2 separate regions of the Sus scrofa genome follow, and region 2 is linked to region 1. A link is a contact called in public HiChIP or PLAC-seq data. All regions are on one chromosome and are shown on one strand. The core of a region is the stretch at or near the end of the contact, and the rest is flanking DNA. Distances in the headings are between cores, read along the strand shown. Region 1 holds the start of ZNF76 (zinc finger protein 76). Region 2 holds the start of RPL10A (ribosomal protein L10a).

Region 1 (5,148 bases), core at 1,876-4,375:
AGACGCGGCTCAGATCCCGAGGGTTACTGTGGCTCTGGCATAGGTGGGTGGCTACAGCTCCAAATGAACCCCTAGCCTGGGAACCTCCATATGCCGCAAGTGTGGCCCTAGAAAAGACAAAAAAAACAAAAAAGGAACAAAGGGAACCACATAAGATTTCTGTTAAAGAAGAGTTGGGGGAGTTCTTGGAAGTCTAGTGATTAGGATTTGGCACTTTCACTCCTGTGGCCTGGGTTCAATCCTAGTCTGGGAATGAGATCCCACATCAAGGCACTGCATGCCACTGCCAAAAAAAAAAAAAAAAAGAGCTGGTTTATATATTTTTAAGTGGATGTTGGTAGATATCAAATATTTAGGGTATTTGGAGTCTACTAGATACATTTAAGAACAATATAATGGTTTTAGTTTAAATGTCATAATTTACAGTAAGTCAGAAATTATATCCTCTACAAGTATTTAAATTTATGATGGAAAATTTAGATATCAACTTAGAAATGAACAAGGAGATACATACTTTAAAATTCTTTTATGGAGTCAATTTTTTAAAATGTCTAAAGGCCACTAGCCTATATGGTATATTGTCGGGATGGGGCTCAAAGGCAGAACAGAATCAGCTAGAAATGATCTTCAATCCTCCACTCCAAAATGTCTTCCTGGGGAGTTCCCGTTGTGGTGCAGTGGCTAACGAATCCGACTAGGAACCATGAGGTTGCGGGTTCGGTCCCTGCCCTTGCTCAGTGGGTTAACGATCCAGCGTTGCCGTGAGCTGTGGTGTAGGTTGCAGACGCGGCTCGGATCCTGCGTTGCTGTGGTTCTGGCGTAGGCCGGTGGCTACAGCTCCGATTCAACCCCTAGCCTGGGAACCTCCATATGCCGAGGGAGTGGCCCAAGAAATAGCAACAACAACAACAAAAGACAAAAAAAGCCAAAATGTCTTCCTCCCCAGTTCTCCTGAGCACCTGAAATTACCCACCATTGGAGTCTTAATACTTCAAACTCAGACACTGGTTTCCCAGAGTTTTGTTTTGGTTTTGTTCTTATTTTGTTCCCCAGCCAGGAATCAAATCCAAGCTGCAGCTGAGACCGACACCACAGCTGCAGCAATGCCAGATCCTTAACCCACTGCACGGGGCGGGGGGGGGGGGGGGGGGGGGAGATCCAACAGTGCCTCAGCAGCGACCTGAGCCCCTGCAGAGGCAACGCTGGATCCTTAACCTGCTGTGCCAAAGCAGGAACTCCCTTTCCAGAGTTTTTGATGTGCAATGGGAGAGGTGATTAGCCAGTCAGATTAGGAACTGCAAGGAATGTGAGAAAGGAAAGAGGCATTTTTTTTAATTATGGAAAAAGATGGGAGTGGGGGGACTACCTAGTACAACCTGAGTTCTATTCCCTGCTTGTTGTCTAACCAGAAGTTTATGTTGCACGACAAGCTACTAGGTTTTCTCTCTCTTATCTACGTAAAATAACTTGTCAAATTTCCACCAAAAAAGAACAGAAAGAAGACACCTTAAAGATCATGTTATTTCTATACCAAAAGGTACAGAAAGGATTATTTATTAACCATAAGAAGTGGCCATCAATTGTCACTCACTGCCCCTCTAAACTGAGAACCTGATAAGCACCGTAGCTCCAGGTCCACCTCTGGAATTGTTGTGCCAAGACAAATAAGACGGGAAGGCTCTTGTAGCTAAGGTAAGATGGGGGAAAAGACGAACCCCCAATGCCTCCAATGGCATCTTTAGCTACCACAGATGCCAAACACACTGCTTTGTAAATGTTTCTAGTTTATCAAACTACTGTCTTTTATTATTATTATTATTATTATTATTCTCATAGATCTGGGTTTAAATCCCACATTTCCTTTTTTAAATTTTTTTATTAAAGCATAGTTGATTTACTATGTTCCTTCAATTTCCACTGTACACCTAAACGACCCAGTCATAGATATATATACACACATTTTTTCATACTATCTTTCATCAGGTTCTAACCCAAGAGACTGTACACAGTTCCCTGTGCTGCACAGTAAGTAACATCGGAATGCTTTAAAATTTTTTTTCTTTTTTTTTCTTTTGAGGGCCGCACCCGCAGCATGTGGAGGCTCCCAGGCTAGGGATCAAATCAGAGCTACAGCTGCCGGCCAACACCACAGCAACACCAGACCCCAGCCGCGTCTGTGACCTACACCACCGCTCAATACAAAACCAGATCCTTAACCCACTGAGCAAGGCCAGGGATCGAACCTGCAACCTCATGGTTCCTAGTCGGATTCTTTTCCGCTGCGCCACGACAAGAACTCCTAAAAAAAATTTTTAAGTTAAAAAAAATTGGCGGGGGGGGAGAGCAGCGACAAAAGAAAGGACGTCAAGTCTAAAAGGAAGGTTTCTCACCTCATTCCTCCAGGCACCCAGTTCCTCTCCTAAGAAGCAAACTACCAGTTCCTCATCTAGCTCCGCTTTTTATTTACTTCTAATTTTTAACCAACATTTTAATTACTCCTTTTCACTTTTCCCTTGGGTGTCTGAAAATTCCCCCATCACAAAGGGGTTGGTCCGGTTCACCCCGAGACGAGCCGACAAGGGGGAGTAGCAGGTTTTGAGGCTGGGGGTGGGGCTGACGGGGAATGAGGGTGAGAGAACCAAAGAGGACCGTCAGGGCGCCCTCCCTTAAGAGGCCAGTACCTGACGGCTCCTCGACGTCGTCCTTTTCAACCAGGAGCTAGTAACACCTGCGGTGGCTTTCTTCGGAGGGTGGCTCGAAGGTCGTAGGCGGTGCCTGCGGAGGGCGCGCAGCAAAGCGCCAGGACCCTAAGGCGCAGGAGGAAGCCGGGGGGCTCGGAGCCCCGGGGCCGGCAGCGGGACCCGCGGGAACGGCTTCCCTCACCATCTGCCCCTCCGGCCCTCCCTGGCTCCAGAAGCGCACCTTCTGGCCCCGCGGCCTCGGGCTCCTCCCCGCTCCCGTCTCAGGCTTCAGGTGGACCGAGTGCCTCCGCAGGACAGCTGGCAGCTCCTCATCGCTATAGAGACGACCCGGCTCGCGAGCCGCGCCCAGGCCCTGACCGGGGCGTCGTGACGTCATCACGCCCTCCCCGGGCGCTCGGCCTTGCGGGCGGTGCGTCACCCCGGCTGGGGGGCGGGGCGGGGCTCTGAGGGGCACCGTTCAGAGCCCAGCCGCCCGGGCACCCGCGGCCCGGGAACCGGGATAAGTAGGACGGCGGCCGCGGCGACTGGGGGTTCGGGGTGGAGCGTGCCCTGTATTTTCTATACGGGTTCCGGGGCCCAGTAGAGGCGCGCCGAGAGGAGAGGAAAGTGCGGCGGCCCTGGAACCTGGATATCGCAGGAGGCAAGCTGCGCGCGGGCGGGCGGGCTATGGCGCAGGCGGGTTGCGGGGCCGGCGCTGGTGGCGGGGCCCGGTGCATGGCGGTCTGTCGGCGGAGTCACCCTCGGGGGCTGTCAGGTTGGTGGCTGCGGGAAGAGTGGGTCCACTGTGCCCAGGTGGGAGGCCGGGCGGGCGCAGGGCCCCGGGAATGTCCCGAGCCCGCCGTGCCCACCCTCCTCCGGCCCTGGCCCGTGGCCCGGCGGCCTGATGGCGGCCTGACCCCTCCCCCACCCCGGGTCCCGGCCCCCGGCCCCCCTCCGTGCCCCTCCATTCCGTCCGCCCTGCGACTCCTCCCCCTTGACTCCCAAGCCCACCCCGCGGCAGCTCCCGCCTCCACCTCTGTGACCGCACACCCCACCCACTGACCCTAAGACCTCGCCAGGTAGTCTTCACTTCCAACCCCGGAATTTCCCCAGTACTGCCCAGGGACCCAACCCAGTGACTCACGAGATCCCCACATCCCTCCGTGGTGACCCCCAAACCTTCTCAGTGCCCTCACTGGTATGGCAATCCCTCCAGTCTACCCTGTGTTCCCTCACAAACTTGGTGACTCCCCTCAAACCTTTCCTGGTAGCTCTTAAGCCCTACTTACTAAAATAGTTTCCCACCCAGTCACTTCCACATAACCCTCGATATCTGATAATCCCTTCTTTTCTTTTCCTATTAACTCGTGATCCTCATTCCATGTTCCCCCTTCATCCTCAAATCACCTCCGCTCACATCCCTCTCTGCACCTCCAGCCCCCCGATGTCAATCAGTACATGACTTACAAGTGCCCTGGCACCCACCGGTGCCCAGGAAGACACGATGAATATGAAGTAGACATAGTTGGAGGCATCAGAGAATCTGTATTGAGGGTGTGGTTCCAAATTCAAGTCCTAGTTCAGCCACAATTTTGCTTTGGGAAGCTGGGAGAATCCTTTCCTTGGTCCGGACCTCAGTTTCTAATCTGTATTATAAGTTTGGGTTAAATGATCTCAGTTTGCTTCCAGCTGTGGAATTCTGCAATTCTCAGTCAAGATAATACTTGTTTGCAATCATTTTTGTACTCCTCCCTAGAAGTTTGCTGTTCGGACCTCACCCCAGGGTCCACTTGTTTGTTTCTTAAACCTTTTTCCTTCACTCTCATGACCCCCTTAAGAGTCCATACCTGTTTCCCTTGTTTGGGCCTCATCAGTTAATGTGTTTGCAAAGCCGCATCAGCCTGGGACAATGATGTGGTAAGAGACCTGGGTTCTGGTGTGACTCTGGCCCTTCAGCTGTGACACCTTAGGCACACCATTTAGCCTCAGTCTTCACCTTTATTAGTGGAGGATACTAGTGCCTGAGGCAATGCACTCAAAGCACTTGGCACCATGCATAGCCCACCGGAGCCCTTTATTGGAAGCTGAGAAGCTCCTATTGGTCTTACTCTGTCCTGGGTGCTATCAACAGATAATGAGCAAAGGGCCACACCTTGCATTATCTGTATTCCCCTGAGCTCTTGGAATCCCCACCCTCTTATCTGTGCTGTGGACTCCTCACTTCTGTGGTTCTTTACCCCAACATCGCCTTAAAAATGATTGGCACTTATTGGTGAGCACCTACTGTGTGCCAGGCTTTGTATGTGTAAATTAAGTTTGCCCTTCAACCACCCCAAGAGGTGATTCTTATTAGATCTACCACCATTTCCCATTCTTTGTATGTTTTGGTTTGGTTTTAAACAGTTGAAGAACCTAAAACTCCCACAGATGAGTAGCAGAGCTGGGCTTGGAACCTACAGTTTTCAAA
Region 2 (5,148 bases), core at 1,659-4,158, 170 kb after region 1:
GCTCTGTTCCAGGTGTTGTTCTGGGCCCTTTAACTCACTAGTTTAGGCCACGTGTTAGCCCTATGAGAAGATACTACTATTAGCTCCGTTTTATAGATGAGGAAATTGAGATGCAGGTTAAAGTAACTTGCCCCAGATCAAGAGTTCCCACTGTGGCTCAGTGGTAATGAACCTGACTAGTATCTATGAGGATGTGGGTTCGATCCCTGGCCTCGCTCAGTGGGTTAAGGACCCAGCGTTGCCATGAGCTATGGTGTAGGTCGCAGACTTGGCTCGGATCTGGTGTTGCTGTGGCTCTGATTAACCTCTAGCCTGGGAACTTCCATATGCCATGAGTACAGCCCTAAAAAGACCAAAAAAAAAAAAAAAAAAAACCCAACTTGCTCTAGGTCACATTGCCAGTAGCAGTAGCATCTACTGGAGGGCCCTGTAGGTTATGGTGAGGGGCTTGGACTTTATCTTGAAAGTCAGGTATTCACTTGGCTCTTTCCCCTTTTCTCAGGAGTCACAGGTCTATTTGATGATTTGGTGAAAGCTATACATATATATATATCTCCCAGAAAAATGAAAGTATGCACATGTTATGCACAATTTCAGCAGGCTTCTGGATCCTCTGGAGACCCTGTGTAGATCCTGGAAGAAGGACCTCCTTCAGTGGGAGGCATCAGAAGTTATCCCAGGGCCTTCAGCTGGAGTGACTTGATCAGATTTGCTTTCTATAAGGAACCTCTGGCCTTTGAAGGAGGGGGAATTGGAGAGTGAAGATACAGGGCAGAGACAGGTCAGGAGGTTGTAGCAACAGGTCAGGGAAGCAAAAGAATGGCCCAGAAGAAATGTGGCAGGGGAGTGTCTCCGAACCTCAGTTTCCTCATCTGTAAAATGGGGTGTGTGTGAAGATTATATGAAGTCGTGCATATAAAGTGCTGCCACATGGTAGGCACCTAATAATTGTCAGTTGTTAGTGTGGCTGACACAGCACGCTGTGCAGTTAGAATCTGAGCCCAGGTCTCCCTGAATCCAAAGACCTTGCTTAACCATGGTGGGATAAGGAGGTTAGATTGCTCAGGGGTCATCTCCTGCTGCCCCGCGTCCTGGATTCCTCTCTTCTAGAAAAAGAGCCCAGGGGCAGAGGGGAGGGAAGGGATCGGCTGCTGGAGTCCTGATGCGATTCTTCCTTCTCTCCAGATCACTGAGCCCCAGAGGCTAGGCCTGGCCACAGCCCTAGAGCTCAACACCACTTTCCTGAGGAAGTCCCTGCTGGCCGCCCTGAGGCATCTGGCTCCCTGACGGTCCACCAGAGACCACCCTCCTGGGGCTCCTGAAGGACACTTCTGCCCTCAGCACCTCATCCTGACCCCTTGCCTGGCCAGCCCAGGGATCAGCTGCCTCCCTGTTCCCGGCTGCAGAGCGGCTGCCTGGGTCTCCCAGCCAACAGGATGGGGCTGGGGCTGGCTGAGCTGTATTACCAAGGGCTGCCGACCCTGGGCTCCCTCCCCATCACTTCTACCTCAGGCTGTGGGACAGAAACTTTTAAGACAGGCCTCAATAGGGAAGTTCCCTTGTGGCGCATGGGGTTAAGGATCCAGTGCTGCTGCAGCTGTAGCACAGGCTGTAACTGTGGCGCAGGTTCAGTCCCTGACTCAGGAACTTCTGCATGCTGCAGGCATGGCCAAAAAAGAAGGGGGGGGGGCAAAGGCCTTAGGTCTCAGTAGGGTCAAAGCAGACCCAAAGTGGATGGATGATGCTCCAGGAGCCCTGGGGGACCTATGTGCTCAGCACAAATCTCTTGTGCCCAAGTGTATGTTATGATCCTCTGTGTTCTTGTTTCTGACTTGAAAAGTAATTTATCAGTGGTATTTAATAAAAAGCAGGAAGTTCAATTATGTGTTATTCGAAGCAGTGCCTGCTTTCCTATCATCTCTGGACATTTGTTGACAATCAACATACACCCCCCCCCGAGCCCCCACGCCCAGTGACAGGGGGCACCTTTTTTCCCTGGTGAAATGCTCTATGAAGGGAAGGCGGTTGAGTTTGAAGTTCATTCACCTTCTGTGGGCCGGATCATGTGTGGTACCACCCATCCCAGCCCTGTCAGAGCTGTTGGTTGAGTAGGTGGGGCTGTGCATCCCGCCCTGGGAAAGGGGGGCTTGAGGGTGCGAGTCACTCAGCCTGGAGTTGGGAAGTCTTCGGGGCAGATGGCATGTGAGGAGGCATCTGAAGGGCTCTTGAGGTTACTGTGAACGGAGAGGATGGGGGGCCTGTTGGACAGAGAAGAGGCAGAAAGGGTGTACAGTACTGTGGGCATGTCTGTACTAAGCTAAGCTATATTTTCCCACAGCACTTAGCTGTTCATAGTAAACGCTTAACCTATAGATATCATTGAATCAACTATCAGGTAAAAAATTTCATTACAAAACCTTTCCCGCTCTTTCCATGGCAGGCTCAGAGGGTCCAGGAACAGAACTCTTTCTCACAACTTCCTCAGAACCGTGAGCCCCGTTAGAGCAAGATGATGAAGGAGAGAGGTCAGGAGTAAAGCCTGTTTTTGAGAAGAGAAGCAGATGCGGAGGGCAGGTGGAACCAGGCGCACGTTTGTGTGATAAACATGCAGGAGGAGCTGCATCTTCTTAGCGGCCATCAGGGTGCGGTGCCCGGCAGTGTGACTGCTGTACTTCCAGCCCCGGACCTAGCCTCTTTCCTAAGGGCCTGGCAGCAGCTGCTGTGAAAGGGAGCATTCTCAGGTGCGCCCTGGACCACCGCGGCTCATGATTGTCCTCTCGCAGACCTAGCCTTGCAACACGCAGCAGCGGCGCCCTCGTGCGGCCGCAGACAGCGGCGCTCCGGGAGATTGAGGGAGGGCTCCGGTGGGAAGCCGCGGGAACAAAGCATCTCTCGCGAGAACAAGGTCCTATTTGAGCGCATGCGCGAGCTAGTCACTTTCTTTTCCGGTTATCGCTGCGCCAGGCACCATGAGGTGAGAGTTACTCCATGCTATCCGCACTCATCCGCTCTGCCGGGTGACCCTGTGGGAAGGGAGACACAGCGAAATCGGAGGTCCTTGCTCCTTGCTTCGCTGAAGGGCGTTTGTTGTCAGGTTTCGGCCTTCAGGCCTGGCGTTCGACTTAGCGCGCCAAGCTTGGTCGCCTAAGTCGGGTGCCACTTCGGCGAGGTTTGCATCTGCTTCTTGGGTCCACATCGCCCCCCTTTGGTGGCCGGAGTCCCCAGGAGTCGGTCGTGGACCTTCCTCGCGTCTCTAAACATGAGGCTTCTGACCCCCGGAGGCAGTGGTCATGGCTCTCGGGTCCTGAGCGCTCGTCTTGTTTATCTCTTGCAGCAGCAAAGTCTCTCGCGACACCCTGTACGAGGCGGTGCGGGAGGTCCTGCACGGGAACCAGCGCAAGCGCCGGAAGTAAGCGCGGGCCTCCGCGGGCAGGGCGGGCTGGGCTGGGCCGGGGAGCCGCGGCCCCCGGCTAACTTTGTTCGCTCTCTAAGGTTTTTGGAGACGGTGGAGCTTCAGATCAGCCTGAAGAACTATGACCCACAGAAGGACAAACGCTTCTCGGGCACCGTCAGGTTGGCACCGTTCTGACCCCACCCAGCCCTCAGTGTCCCCGTGCCCGGCTCCTCCCTTCAGGCTCCTGTTGAGCCCGAGGCGGCGGGGCACGTGCGGCCCTGAAGTGCGTGGGTAGTTCAGACCCCCTGCTCCGGGCAGGCGTGGCTGGACGGACCCCCACCCTGGGTCTTAAAAGAAGAGGGGAGGCGTGGGGAGGCTTTGGCCGAACCCGCCGGCTAGTTTGAGAAGCCAGACTAGCTGCTGGTGAATGTGGACGCTCTGGGTAAGGCTCAGTGCTGTGGCGGTCCCAGACCCCTTCACCTGCACGTGGGACCCCGGGCTGCGCATGACCTGTTCTGTCCCCCTAACGCAGGCTTAAGTCTACTCCCCGCCCCAAGTTCTCCGTGTGTGTCCTGGGAGACCAGCAGCATTGTGATGAGGCCAAGGCTGTGGATATCCCGCACATGGACATCGAGGCACTGAAGAAACTCAACAAGAATAAGAAACTGGTCAAGAAGCTGGGTGAGCGGTTCCTCGTGTGATTTTTTGTATAAGTGTTGGGGTGGGGGCAGTTCTCGTGGGAGCGGTTTGTTATGAGTGGTCTTTCTGCCACTTAGATTTCAAAGTGCTGGAGTAAAGTCATAAAGATACAGTGACAGAAAGGATGTGCTGTGGTTGGCTAATGTGATTTTTTCTTATCTTGTTTTTGGCAGTTTACTGTTCATTTTGATGGTCACACCGATGGTATATGGAAGTTTCTGGGCCGGGGATTTAATTTGAGCCGCTGCATTTTGCTTCTTGACCCCCTGCCACAGCCCTGAATTTTTTTTTTTTTTTTTTGTCTTTTTGCCTTTAGTAGGGCTGCTTCCCACAGCACATAGAGGTTCCCAGGCTAGGGGTCTAATCAGAGCTGTAGCCGCCGGCCTACACCACAGCCACAGCAATGCGGGATCCGAGCTGCCTCTGCAGCCTACACCACAGCTCACAGCAATGCTGGATCCTTGACCCACTGAGCGAGGGCAGGGACCGAACCCGAAACCTCATGGTTCCTAGTCGGATTCATTAACCACTGCACCACAACGGGAACTCCCCCCCCCTTTTTTAATTTTTTTTTTTTAACGCAAGAAATGGATTTATTAAGATAGGACACTTGTAAGATGCAAGCGGGCAGGCAAGGAAGCTCTGCTTAATTTTTATTTTTAAGGGAAGCAGGCCAGGGAGTGGTTCTTAAGCAAGGTGACAGGTTAATCTTTGTTCTGTGATTTGAGCGTTTTACAGATTGAGACACTCCCTTCTTGTTTGTAGCTAGAAAGTTAGGAAGGCAGGATTTGAAGCCAGGCAGTCTTAACTGGAGTGACCATTTACCATTGCACCCTGGATTGTGTCACCCTGGGCTTCTGCTATTGGGTTTCATGTGATTGGAGCCAGTAAAAAGTCCTGAAGGTAGAGATACACTTAATAGAAGAGGTAGAGTACTGGATAGAGGCTGCTTCTGTGGTTGGTTCACAGCCCTGTTGGAGGTGGGTCTTCAGGGGCCAGGTCCTAATAAGCATCCCATGGATTCTTGTCTTTACCAGCCAAGAAGTATGATGCCT

Evidence for each region. HiChIP or PLAC-seq counts read pairs in DNA pulled down with a chosen protein or histone mark.
Region 2: a contact with region 1 is called in an H3K27ac HiChIP or PLAC-seq map of alveolar macrophages. The contact joins the promoter of RPL10A here to the promoter of ZNF76 in region 1. A contact is called at or near these places in 1 of 5 promoter capture datasets (fetal liver), 1 of 47 Hi-C or Micro-C datasets (liver) and 2 of 2 datasets of contacts at active chromatin or transcription factors (alveolar macrophages and skeletal muscle).

The regions. Positions count from the first base shown.
Region 1 is chr7:31,158,005-31,163,152 of Sscrofa11.1, forward strand. ZNF76 (zinc finger protein 76) reads left to right here and starts at 3,126. Exons shown (of 14, transcript XM_021098617.1): 1 at 3,126-3,342. TCP11 (T-complex protein 11 homolog) reads right to left here and starts at 3,078. Exons shown (of 12, transcript XM_021098623.1): 1 at 2,923-3,078; 2 at 2,682-2,775.
Region 2 is chr7:31,324,855-31,330,002 of Sscrofa11.1, forward strand. It overlaps RPL10A (ribosomal protein L10a), which reads left to right and starts at 2,909. Exons shown (of 6, transcript NM_001097477.2): 1 at 2,909-2,974; 2 at 3,335-3,409; 3 at 3,493-3,573; 4 at 3,927-4,075; 5 at 5,131-5,148. The coding sequence starts at 2,970.